Linked DNA regions of Zea mays: region 1 is linked to region 2. The links are chromatin contacts, called in public Hi-C maps. All regions are on one chromosome and are shown on one strand. Each heading gives the region's core, a stretch centred on a gene start, on an enhancer-like site or on the middle of the called end of the contact. The rest is flanking DNA. Distances are from core to core; before and after follow the strand shown.

What was found. Hi-C and Micro-C count contacts between places; a contact is called where the count stands out from the background.
Region 1: a contact with region 2 is called in a Hi-C map of leaf, with 5 times the contacts expected there. The contact joins the promoter of LOC112136070 here to the promoter of LOC103646241 in region 2. A contact is called at or near these places in 3 of 25 Hi-C or Micro-C datasets (all in leaf).

What each region holds. Positions count from the first base shown.
Region 1 is chr2:32,150,639-32,157,061 of Zm-B73-REFERENCE-NAM-5.0, reverse strand. LOC112136070 reads right to left here and starts at 4,031. Exons shown (of 2, transcript NM_001361083.1): 1 at 28-4,031. The coding sequence starts at 2,938.
Region 2 is chr2:31,915,596-31,921,917 of Zm-B73-REFERENCE-NAM-5.0, reverse strand. It overlaps LOC103646241, which reads right to left and starts at 4,085. Exons shown (of 6, transcript NM_001350734.1): 1 at 3,902-4,085; 2 at 1,691-1,791; 3 at 1,291-1,367; 4 at 1-1,142. The coding sequence starts at 1,763.

The DNA.
Region 1 (6,423 bases), core at 2,782-5,281, 240 kb before region 2:
CCGGATGTCAAGTAAACTCAGACTCACCTGGTGCTATATAGCCGTATGAACCTGCAATTGCAGACATTGACTTCGAGTATGGCATGTCAATCACCTTTGCTAACCCAAAATCACCAACATGGGCTTCAAAGTTTTCATCAAGTAAAATGTTATTAGATTTGATATCACGGTGGATGATACGAGGCTTGCAGTCGTGATGTAGGTATGAAAGCCCTTCAGCCGCACCAAGTGCTATCAGGAAGCGTGTCTCCCAATCAAGTGAAGAGGATGATTGTCCATGAAGTAGCTCACCAAGACTACCTCTTGACATGTATTCGTAGAGTAGAAGGTTGGAACCCTGGTGGTATACAAAACCGTAAAGCTTCACAATATTACGATGTCTTATCTTTCCAAGAGTCATGATCTCTGCACGAAAGCTGTTGTCAGTGTTGCTCCCTTCCCTGTTAGAAGCAAGTTTCTTGACTGCAATTGTCTGTCCAGCCTTCAGGATGGCTCTGTACACCGTCCCACATGCACCCCTTCCGATCACACAACTCTCGTCAAAGTTATTTGTGGCGGTGAGCAATTCCTGAAATGTATATGCATCCTTAGCAGAAACATGCACATTAGAACAAGCTGGAAAAGGTTGCTTATCTTGCAAAGGGGCCACTGTCTCCATTGGTTTTCTGATATGGTGCACAATTATTGCAATAAGAATAAGTGAAATCCCTCCAATGACAGCAGCAACAATTGCTATGATCTTGCCCAATGGGGGACTGACTGATTTGGATGACTGAGAACTAGAGGATGGTCGGGATCCACATCTACCAAGTTGTCCACCACATAATCCTTTATTTCCAATAAAACAGGTCACAGACATATTATCAAAAAGCGGTATTGGCGGGAGGGCACCAGAGAGATAATTGTAGGAGACGTTGAGCTCAAGCAAACTGGACAGATTAGCAAATGTGGTTGGGATTTCACCCATCAGCTTGTTGTTATTAAGAAATAAACTTTCCAACAGTGCAAGGTTACCAAGCTCTGATGGAATATCGCCAGAGAGGTTGTTGTAACTCAAATTCAGGGCGATCTGCAAGCTCGACAGCAGACCCAGCTCCTTTGGTATTTCACCAGATAACTGATTGCCACCAATCTGTAGTGCTGTTAAATGTGATAGTTCACCAAGAATGGGTGGTATCTGGCCAGTTAGCCTATTGTCAGCAAAAGATAGCAGCTCCAGCTGTGGCAGCCTACCAACTTCATTTGGCAACGAACCTTCAAAGCTATTCTGGCTGAGATCAAGGCGTTGCAACACTGTACAATTGAAAATCTCTAGTGGTATGTTTCCTCCTAGTCTATTAGATGAGATATTGAAGACAACGAGTTTTGACAAATTACCAATTTCTCGAGGCAACTCTGACGTGAAATAATTATTTGTAAGGTCCAGCCTTTGAAGAGACTTGCAACTGCCTATCTGAGGAGGAATAGGCCCACTAAATTTGTTTCGACCTAGTTCAACTGTTGTCAAATTTACCAGATTGCAGAGATCAGTGGGGAAACTTCCTGTCAGACTGTTGTCACTGAGACGAAGCTGCACCAATGTTTTACAGTTAGTGATCCCACGAGGAATGTTTCCTGTAAGCATGTTAGACCCCAAATTCAACAAAATAAGGTTTGATTGCCTGCAAAGATCTTTCGGTATCTGCCCTGTTATACTGTTGTTTGAGAAATCCACCACCCAAAGACGGCTATAAATGCCAAACCTTGGAGGTATGTTGCCAGAAAGCATATTGTTGAAGAGTTGCAGTTGGATTAGATTTCTCATGTACTGAAATCCAACTGGAATCGTGCCATTCAGTGAATTGATCGACAGATCAAGTTTACTCAAGTTTTTCAACCCACACAACTCTGTAGGAATAGGGCCTGTAAGCTGGTTCTGGAAGAGGTAGAGTAAATTCAAGCCTGGGATGTCGGCCAGCTCCTTTGGTATCCCTCCAGTTAAGAAATTCTCTGAAAAGTCGATCTCTTTTGCAAGAGAAAGATTCCCAATGTCAGATGGAATTGTACCATTTAATGAATTCCTGTAAAGGTATAGCTTCTGAAGATTCGTAATTTTCACAATTGTTGCAGGAATGGGGCCAACTAGATTATTGTCATAGAGGGCAATTGTGCTCAGACTTGTACAGTTTCCTATCTCTGGAGGAATAACACCAGAAAGCTGATTCCCCCATAGGATTAAGTCGGTCATCAAGGTCAACCTCCCAATCTCTTTAGGTAAAGGACCCTCGAGCTTGTTTTGCGCAAGACCAAACACAGTTATGTTCAGGCATGCACCTATCTCAACAGGAATGTTGCCTGATATAAGATTCTGACCCAACCTAATATTTTTCAGGTTCTTCAGCTTGCCAAGTGAACGAGGTAGTGAGCCAGTGAGATTATTACTGTATCCTACCAATTCCTGAAGTGCTGTCATATTTCCAACCTCATCAGGTATCGGGCCATGAAGCTTGTTGTTGCACAGATTAAACGTGACCAGCCTATCTAGCTTCCCGAGCTCAGGGGGTATTGTACCAACAAAACTGTTGTTGTACAAGTTAAGCACTTCCAATTTCGACAGGTTCCCAATCTCTGGAGGGATGGTACCATAGAACCCATTAAAGGACAGATCAAGGAGGGTCAGCTCAGACAGGCTACCAATGCTAGGCGCAACTGTGCCTGACAGGTTCATGTTGCTGAGGTCGAGAGACACCACCACTGGGTTGGGCGTCGACGAGCAGCTGACGCCCTTCCAGATGCATGGTGTTAGATCCCTCGCGTCCCAGTTGTCGAGGTGGTGGAGAGTGTCGTTCATCTGGCTCTTCAGCGCTAGGAGAAGCCAACCTTCATGGTTCAAGCCCTGGGAGCCAGAGGCCAGCAGAAAGGCCAGCGCCACGCCGAGCAGCAAAGCCCGGTGCTCCATCCTTGATCGAAGATTCACCAATCAAGGAAACCCCTCGCTACGACCTCCTGGGCTCCCACATCTCCGCGGTTGGATGGCTTCCTTCCTGTAGAGGGCGCGAGCAGCTGTAAGAACACGGCAGCAGATACATGCTTATGAATTCTGAATACTCCGACGGGCAGCAGCGGAACTAGTACTCGTGTGACGGCAAGGGAAGTAGCTTCGCATTGGGATTTATCAGACAAACTGACAAGAGCGAGCCACCAAACCAAGTAGCAGATCGGTAGCGACCCGGCAATCAAGTAAGACAGAAAACAAAAGTATACAATTAATAACCGTTTAACCAGTAATCACCTCCTGGAAATCGAGAAGCTCACGAAGAGAAGAAGCACCCAGACAACTCTAAGCCGATTTCTCCGGCAGAAATGCTATAGCAGCTCAACTCTCCTCACTGACCAAACAGGGGATCCCCAAACAGGAGCACACACCAATCGCACCGTGTACCCATCATAAAGAAGAAGAGGCAGCAGGAGAGAGAGAGAGAAGTAGAAGTCCCCTCAAATCACGGGATACCCGGCCCCGTCTGGGGGACCCAGGAGCACACCGCCGCGCAAGCCCCCGAAGCAGATCCGCGAAAGGCGCGCGAGCTTTTTCACTTCCCCCGCGCGGTGCGAGCTCCACAGTCCACACGGTGCTAGGGCACGCCCCGCCCGACAAGTGAGCAAGGGGAACAGCGCAGAGCACCACCGGGGAGGGACACACTGGTAATGCGGGCCCTGAGTGGAGCTCAACTCACCCGCTGCCACTCCTGCCGCCCGCCGGGTTGTCGCCCTCCCCTGCCGCCGCCGCAGGCTCGGACGGCCCGCGGCCAGCCCGGCACATCCACTGACGGCTAGGGAATGGGCGAGCACGTACGACGCAGGGTCCGATGCGCGTCGTCGCGGGGATGGGGATGGCGGGAGAGGGAGGACGAGGACGAGGACGAGGAGCAGTGGAGTACTGGGTGGACGAGCAAGAAGAAGGAAAGGAACTGGGAGCTGGGAATGGCAGGCAAGCACGCTTTCAAGCTCTCGCTGCGATGGAGGCCGTAGCAATCGCGGGCGGTCCCTCTCCCCCTCGATCTAGCCTCCTCTGCCCCCTCCCTCTCTCTCTCCTCTTTTGCTTTCCCTGCCTTTGCTTTTCGTCCTAATCCGTCCGGCCCCACCTGGCACTTTTGAGTTCATGCCCTTGCTCCGCTTGCGTCTTCTCTCTCTCCACCCAGTCGCTTGGTCTTTATTTTCTCCCATTTGTTTGTACTACACCGTTTTAGGTTACGATATATTTTAGTTTTTGTGTACATTATATTTCTATGCACTTAAATATATATATATTCTAGGTATATAATACAAAAATATATCTATAAAAACTGAAATATTGCATAACTTAAAATTGAGACAAAACTGTACTAAGTTCAAATTTCTGATTCGATTCAGAATTTTTTTTAAGAACAAAGGAACTAGATCTTTAGGGTTGTTTGGTTCCGTGAGACTAAACTCTAGTCCCTCACTTTTAGGCAGGTTTGGATATTCTAATATTCATCCAAACACATATAGGTTGAGATGTATTGAGTTGTAAATTAGTTTAATTTACACTTCAATCACTGCTAGAGTAACCAAACAAGTATATTTTAGTCCCTAAATTAATAAGAATGTGTTTAAATGCACTATAACTAATAGTTAGCTGCTAAATAAGTTGAGATATCCAAACAGTCTAGCTAATAGTTCAGTTATTAGTTACTTTTTACAAATTAGGTAATAGTCAGCTAGCTAATTTCACTAGCAATTTTTAGCCAACTAACTATCATCTTTAGTGCATTCAAACACCCCCTAAATATAAGGACTAAATTAGAATAAATCAGATTTTGTCTTCTCTTTTTAGTTTTGTTTTTATTGGTTTAGGAACTAAACAAGAGTGACTAAAGTTTAGTCTCATGCAAGCAAGTATGCCCTGTTTTCTATTTTCTATGTGTTCTTTCTTGAAAACATGGGATACTTTAGTATTTTTGTCGTGAAATGAACTGATTCTACAAGTTAGGACAGGTGATTGCGGATTTGCGGTGTGTCCATCATGATAGCTTTACGAGTGAGATCAGCTGTTGCGTGCTGCTAGTAGTGGACCGCGCGGGTGGCAGTACGTGACTGCACGGGTTGCAGTGTCGATAAAAGCGAGGAAGGCACCGGCTCGGAACGGAACGCGTGGTGTCCGGTAGCGTGTCTGGTGGGTGTCTTCAAGTTTGACTGCACATTATTCAAGTTTACCACCAGGGCACCAGGTTCTCAAATTTCAGAATACGATCACAGGTCTAGAACTCGAACCTCGGACAGGTTTCCATCAGAAGCCTACTGATCACGTCTATATTGAATACGTCTATTAATTCAGGATATCGACATGGTTCATAAACTATAAGACAAGTTTTTGACACGTTTGAAATCACCTGTTAAGGGCTGTTTGATAGCGAAGTTTATTTATATTTCCAATACAATACTATGGTATTTAAGAATATTATAGTATTATGTGTCAAAAAGTGTTTGGTTGAACTTTATAAAACAATGTTTTAAAATACTTCAGCATAGCCAAAACTTCAATGTTTTTTAAGTATTGATATTGCCGTCTAAACCAAAAAAAATAAACCATGTGTTGGCGTCGACTTAAGCGTCAATCAATAGGAGTTGTTCCGCTCGGCGGCCTCGCTGCGGCATCGCGGACGGTTCGCGACCTGGAAATAAGAGCGGAGTTCCATGCGCTGAGTTTGGACGATCCGCGCCTGGTGGCGGGACAGTCTACGTGTGCGCAGGGATAGCGACGTTCGCCAACGGCACCTAAATCTCACCTCCTGGGAGAGATACCATTAGGGCTGATTTGATGACTCGGGATCACGGGAGGATTGTAGAGGGAAATTAGTTCATTTCCCCCTCAATTCCCTCCAATCCCCCATGATCCCCTTGTCACAAATCAACCCTTAGGGAGAAGAGATCCTAGGTTTTGTCCTGGGATCGGTATGTCACCCAGGACGCATCTAGACGACGTAGAGTTGCATAGAGGTGAAGATTGAGACGAAGAAGACTACGTTGCGGGCTACTCCTAGGGCAACAAAGTAAAGGAATTGATAAACAGATTGATTGGTTCGATTGATGATGCCCGCAATCGGTTGTACCTCTTCATACATATAGGGGAGGTCTGGACCCATTCTTAGGCATTCTTCAGCATGATCCGCAAGTTTAGATAGATAAACATGCACGAAAAAAGGGGTTAATCACGCCTGATCTAATCTAATCGTGGACCGTCCGTGCCTAAAGGCGGACCGTTCGGCCTTTCCCACGTGGCACATATGGTGCCCAACACACGCCCCTTGCCTTTTAGGAAAGCCGAGCGAACCAAAAGCATCTGGTACAAGGCATTAGCAACCTGATGTGTAAACGTCGGTTCTCTAAGCATCTTTCCATACACTTGGATGATAATGCTTCAGG
Region 2 (6,322 bases), core at 2,836-5,335:
GACTCGGGCGACCGAGATGTTCTGCTAAAAGTTGAACCTGAGTGAGGACTGCTGTATCTTTTGAAGTGATCCCATGAATGCAGCGGCGGTACTGGGCTAACGATCTCCGAGTCACTTAGGTTACTATCTTCTTCATCAATGTAGTCAACTTCTGATCTGCCGAAAGAACTTTCATCTCCACCATAGCCATTTGAGTATACAGAAGATAATAAAGACTCATCCCGCCGATGTAGAGCATCTGATGGGTAATTGTGACCTTCTAAACCTCCATAAAAACCTATCTGCTCAGCGAACTGAGCTGGGGCTGCTTCGGTTGTTAGCCTAGCCATTGTTCTGCTAGGCTTGCCAGGACTAGGCTTCAGGACCACTATCCTAGTTGGCTGGGATAAGGTATCTTCTGCTGAATGAGATCTCCAGTGTGTCCTCCGCATCACGTGTTCATTTCCTTCATTTATTCTGTGTGTTCTGATTTCCCTTCTGCAATCGCTCTCAACAAATTTAGTTGGTTTCAACACAGTAATACGCTTTGTCTGAGGTGGTGATGGGCTTCTGTGAAGTCCAGCTAGCTGCTTTGAGAAAGTAGAGTTTGGTTCCTCAAGAAACTTAAGGAACAAATCTCTGTTAGAACTTAGAACCTCAAGAGCTTCTTGAAACTCCTTTGAATGCAGGAGTTTCTCATCTGTAGCAAGACGCTTTGCTTCCATGAACTTCTGACGAACAATTTCCATCCTTATGTCTCTCTTGCTCCTGGAAGACATTTCCCTAGGAAAAGTTTGGTCCTGAAAATGGTATGTTCTCAATGGTTCTTCACTGACTTCATAAACATCCTTAAATTCAACTGTTTCTTTGGGTCCTATGTGTTTGTCGCATGTTGTCATACTGGAATGGTACTGCTCTTGATGTCGATGGAGATTGTTTGTTTTGACCAAGTTGCCATTTAGGTGTCTTTTCTTCAAATTTCTTTTAGTGGAAGGTAATGCTGGCTCTTGACCAGGTAGATCTTCTTCAAGTCCCATCAATCTGGCAACCACACTTGGTGACTTCTTCTTTGATTCCAATTCCTTGGACATCTCCTTTTCTAACGCCACATTCAATGGAGACACATTTGATTTATTTCTGGATGAGCTCCAGTTACTAGCTCCCTGCAGGAATATTCTTATTATTACAGCACAAAAAATGTATCACTTCAATGAAATTTAGTGGCTCTCGCCTACTGTATTATATTTAACAGAAAAAATCACCTAACGAAAATGATAGGTAAAACCAGGAGGGATATGACATGTTACTTACTACTTTATCGTTGGTATAAACTTTAGCAGGATCAACTGTTCTCTTGGCATCTTGCCTGCTTCTACACGCTGGAGAACCTGAAATATCCAAGCAGAACGTACACGGCAGTTTCAGTTTTGAGTTTTGAGAACCAGTCCTTGCAAGGTTGAAAGGAGCAAGAGAACCTCTGAATACTTTTAATCTAAGAAAGGCAAAAAACAAGGAAGAAAATGACAAGTCAAGCATGTCATCGTCTGAAAATGGCAAAATGGTGCAAAGGAATCACATTGTTCACATGACACCAATGTCAACTAGCCCCACACAAAAGAGGACATCGGAAATATTTGTCCCAGGCCAATTGCAAAAGATTGCATCTCATCAGCATTGCAACAAAAATACAAAGTGGAAGAGATTTATGTACCATCTATACGAGCTCGATCTGTGAGCATGTTTGTGCTAGACATCCCTGCGCTGAGGTCAAATAAGTTGATCATTGCCTTCTTCTGATCATAAACGCGACCTCTGAGCATGGCAATATAGCAGAAAAGGATATAAGTGCAAGGACATGAAGAAAATGAAACTTTACCAACTAGGCTTGTACCTGAGATCCATAAAGCCTAAAGAAATCTAACTGAGAGACAGGAGCATGACAGTTAGCTAGTACTACTACTACCATCCACTAGGGGAGTGGCGGGTGGATATATAGGTAACAAGAGTTTGAATAGCTTTGTGGTGCTCCTAGGTCTCAGGATCAGCGTCAGTTTTTGAAAGGTTTCAGGCCCTAATTTTGAACTCGGGCACGAGGTCAGACTCAGAGCATATCTCTGTAGCAAGATGGGTCCTTTCAGAGAAAACACACATGCCTAAAGCTGAGTTTTTGCAGGCATAGGCCAGGCCACAGGGGGAGGGGAGCACAGTTCATGGGCTCATGGCCCTGCTGTTGTTTATAGAAACCAAAGGAAAGTTAGCCGGCACGCCCAACGATATGAAACGATGGTGACGGAGCAACAGGCAAGATGGAAAAGTGGAATGTAGCAAAGATCAGAAGGTAACATAAAAGTAAATGCACCGAGCTGAACTAATTAGTACAAATCTATGATTATGATCAAAAGGAATCTTTCAGCACAAAAGCCTTGAAAAGGCTGCACTTTTGGGGTCACATACAGTGGCAAACTAAACCTCAGAGCTCAGAGGTGAGAGAAGGTATAAAAGGCGCATAGCTTTGTGCTCTATCCTCTACGTATGGAATGTGGATGCCAAAGCTCGAGCTATATTAACTTAATCAGCGCTCAGAGGTAGGTGAGACAAATTGCAGAACGATGCAGCCAACAACGACAGCAGAACGATGCAGTTGCGACAGCGAGAGCAACGAGATACTAGTACTAGCGGCACATTTTTTTAAGACCCAATTTTCTTCGCAGCAAAATTTTAATCGGTGGAAAGACAGAGACGATGATAAAAAGACGAGAAGACGTACAATAACATGGTACGTAGTACAAAACTAGGAAGAATGGAAACCAACGAGACGCTCCTCTCCAAAAGCAAAAAGGAAAAGGAAACCGCCTACCGGAGCCTGAGAAGAAACACCACGAACTCGAAGCTTTCCAAGCAGAAACGCAGACAAAACAGACCAACTAAATGCAGCGATCGAGAGGTACGGCTACGAGGCCCGGCCAGGGACCAGCCGCGCGATGCAGAGAAACGGCAGAGGGGGAGAGGAATCTTGCAGGTAAATACTAGCTCGAGCATTTAAGGCCCTGTTTGGGAACAAAGTTTTTGAAAACTACAGTTTTTGAAATACTATACTATACTTTAGTTATGACAATAACGTAGTTTATAATACCGCAGTTTTGAAAACTGAGGTCCAGAGCTAAGTTTAGAATGCCTTAAAACAATTATAGTATTTGCAATACTTCAGTTTTGAAAACAGAGATTTTACCCAGCTTGCCAAACACCATTATGTATATAATACTGCAGTATTTGAGAATACTGCAGTATTCTTCCAAAACTGCAGAAAAACTTTGTTCCCAAACACCCCCTAAACTGCAAAGCCTGCGACTTTGCTGGGCTGCTCGTCACAGGATGGGGGCGTCGCGGTCTGTGCAGGGGCTGACGGGACGGGGCGCGCGTTCGAGCAATAAATTCTCGGGCGCGGGAGCGGAAAGGGACGGGAGGCGGCGGCGAAGGCGGCTTTTTACGCCGGCACCGATGGGAATTCGGACCTGGCGAACCATAAAACTCCGCTCAGATCTCAATATCCTCCCTTTGCGCAGAGATTCCCCCCCCCCCCCCCCCCCCCCCCCAAAATTCGCAGACTGAACCCACAAGCACCAAATGCAGCCTTAAATCTCAGCTGGGCGCATCACCAAAACAGGATTGTCCCCCACAAGCGAGAGTCCGCACAAGCAATGCGGCACGCGACAAGGTGGCGAATCCAACAATCGGAAGCTCAAATTTGGCGGCGAAAGATTTACCAAGAAACGGAAGAAAATATCTAAGGAAGATGGCAAAAAAAAAAAGAATGAGGAGGGTTTCCACCCACCAGCGTCTTCCGTATTCCCGGGATAGAGAGAGCGAGAGCGAGAGAGGAGAGTGAGCGAAGGAATAGCAGGCGCAATTCGGAGGAGTTCACCTGCGGCGAGGAGAGCCGGAGCATTCGCCGGCGCGGGGCGCGGGGCGCGACGCGGGACGGAGTAGTGGTGAGCAGTAGTGAGCACTAAGCGACGCGGTAGGAGGCTGGTGTGGAAGGGGATCGATCGATGGATCGATCTCAGCCCAGCTTTTGTGAAGTGTCCCTTGTTGTTTCTTCCCCGCTTGCTTTGCTTGGCTTCGGGTGTCCACCTCCACCTCCACCACCACCACTCCCACTCGTGGCCCGCGTACGTGCGTTGCGTGCGTGCGGGAAATACCAAACCCGAAAGTGGTGATGATGGCGGTGGCCGGTGGGCAGCGGATGACGTTGCGGTTCGATTGGCTGGCTGGCTGGATGGATGGATGAAGAGTGCACGACCGACTGAACTGAACTGCAATGCAAGGAAGAAAAAACGCTAAACAGAAGGGGGCGTGAATTACGGGGCACTGCACGATCAGGCTTGGCAGACTGCTAATCGTATGGTGTGAGACTACGACTACCCGTTTGTTTATTCAATGACTTCGCGCAATGTACTCCTGAAAGTATGGAAAGGATCAGAGGGTGAATAAGCGATTATATAAAGTATTAACTTACTTGCTTGGAACAAATCAGTGCAGCGGATTAATATTGTGACACGTGATTCATCGCGTAGTTTGCTAAAGCCTCAAATACTTGCTTACTCCATGTTGTTGAGATAGCCCAACGTCTTTGAGTCATTTTCGACACGCTCTTTGTATCTCACCACCATGATAAGCCGAGATTTCCACTGCCTCTATGTTGCTTTACAAAAATCCCAACATTTTCCACGCCTTAAAAGCTCTCCAGCGAATGCGCAAAGCGAATGGCTGAATCGCGCCAAACTTGCTCAAGGTTGATTTACTCTTGTTAAGCTCTCTCTCTAGCTTCTACACACATCACATTGGCTATTTGTTCACTTATCTAGCCTCTATTTGCTCTCTGACACATAATCTCGCACTAAGCACTCTCACCAAGAGAGAGGTTAGAGGCAGTTTTGCAACTTTCTAGAAATGAGTTTTATGTCAAACAAGTGTATATATAGCCCCAAAAAATAAAATTAGTAGTTGATAAAATTCTGTATATTCTGTTCACACTAGACAAGTCCGGTCTGGTGGTGCACCGGACCTCTGATTATAGCACTTTCCGTCAGTAACTATTGGCGCCAGACCTGGTCCGATGCACCGGACCTTCCACTATTGCACTGTCACGTCATTCGGCACTAGGTCCTTCTAATCCGACCATTGGGTTTACCGGACAGCACACCGGACCTAGTCTGGTGCCCCTGTCCGCCCGATGTCCAAAATACATCCTCTGTGTGTGTACGGTCTGGTGAATTAATTGGACATAGATCCCATGGCTGTTAATTGCACATGTAAGACGGTATTTATAAAGGTCTTTGCCTTGGTAATTGCCTATACGAAGTCTAGAATACTCATGGTTTGTTAGACTACAACCGTTCAGCTATGCATGCAGGTGCGGTTCATCAGTCATTTGTTTCCTACCTTGCGATATACTGTAGTTCTTGTGGATGGTCAGTCTTCATGGACGAAGGCGGTTGGTACCTTGCATTGTGAATGAATCGGCTTCTCTTTGTTTCTTCATCTGGTGGGCTCTTCGCTTTGACTTATGCATGCCAAAGAGTCTTCGTCAAAGGAGGCTTGATAATAAGTCTTGAGTCTACGTTTGCCTTTTGACGAAAAGGAACTGAATGACTTCGTACCTCATTCTTGGTCTTGCATTGGTAGAAATGATTCAGTAGACTTCGTAGTACGCGCTCGGCTTCGTGGGCTACGTACGGCCGACATGCACTGACTGATCAGGTCAGCGGACAGTAGGGAACCGAGACCGAGACACGGTGGGTGGAGTAACCGGTACGCAGCGGCCGGCTGATCGACGAGAACGAGACGACGCTGGACTGGACTACTGGAGGGACCTGCCTGTGGCCCGGAGCTTGCGGTACGTGGACGATGGAACAGCGCGGTGCTGGAGGATCCGCTCCCTCTCCTTCCTGCTCGGTTGTGGTTGTGAGCTGGCGAGAGGACGCGCTCGCTGCACCGCTCACATGCCCTCTCCAGCTAGTTCAGCTTGAACAGTTGAACCGGGCGGGGCAGGATGGCGGCGGCTAACGGCTACAGTGTGCCAGCGAGCAGTTATTCAGCCTCCTCCGATCCGCCGTCGTGGACCTGTGTGATCCTCTTTCAATCTACGGTACGGGGAGACCGATATTATATTCCTGCCTAGCTAGTAGCTAGAAGTGATCTGCTAGCCTACGGTCTGTCAGTACGTGCCCAGCTTCCGAGGCAAAACGTGCCAAACCGAGTAGACGTTTCCTCGTTATCTTGTCCAGCACACGTACTGAAAATAATAATAATTACGTACAACAGGTCTACCGGTGTGAACTCT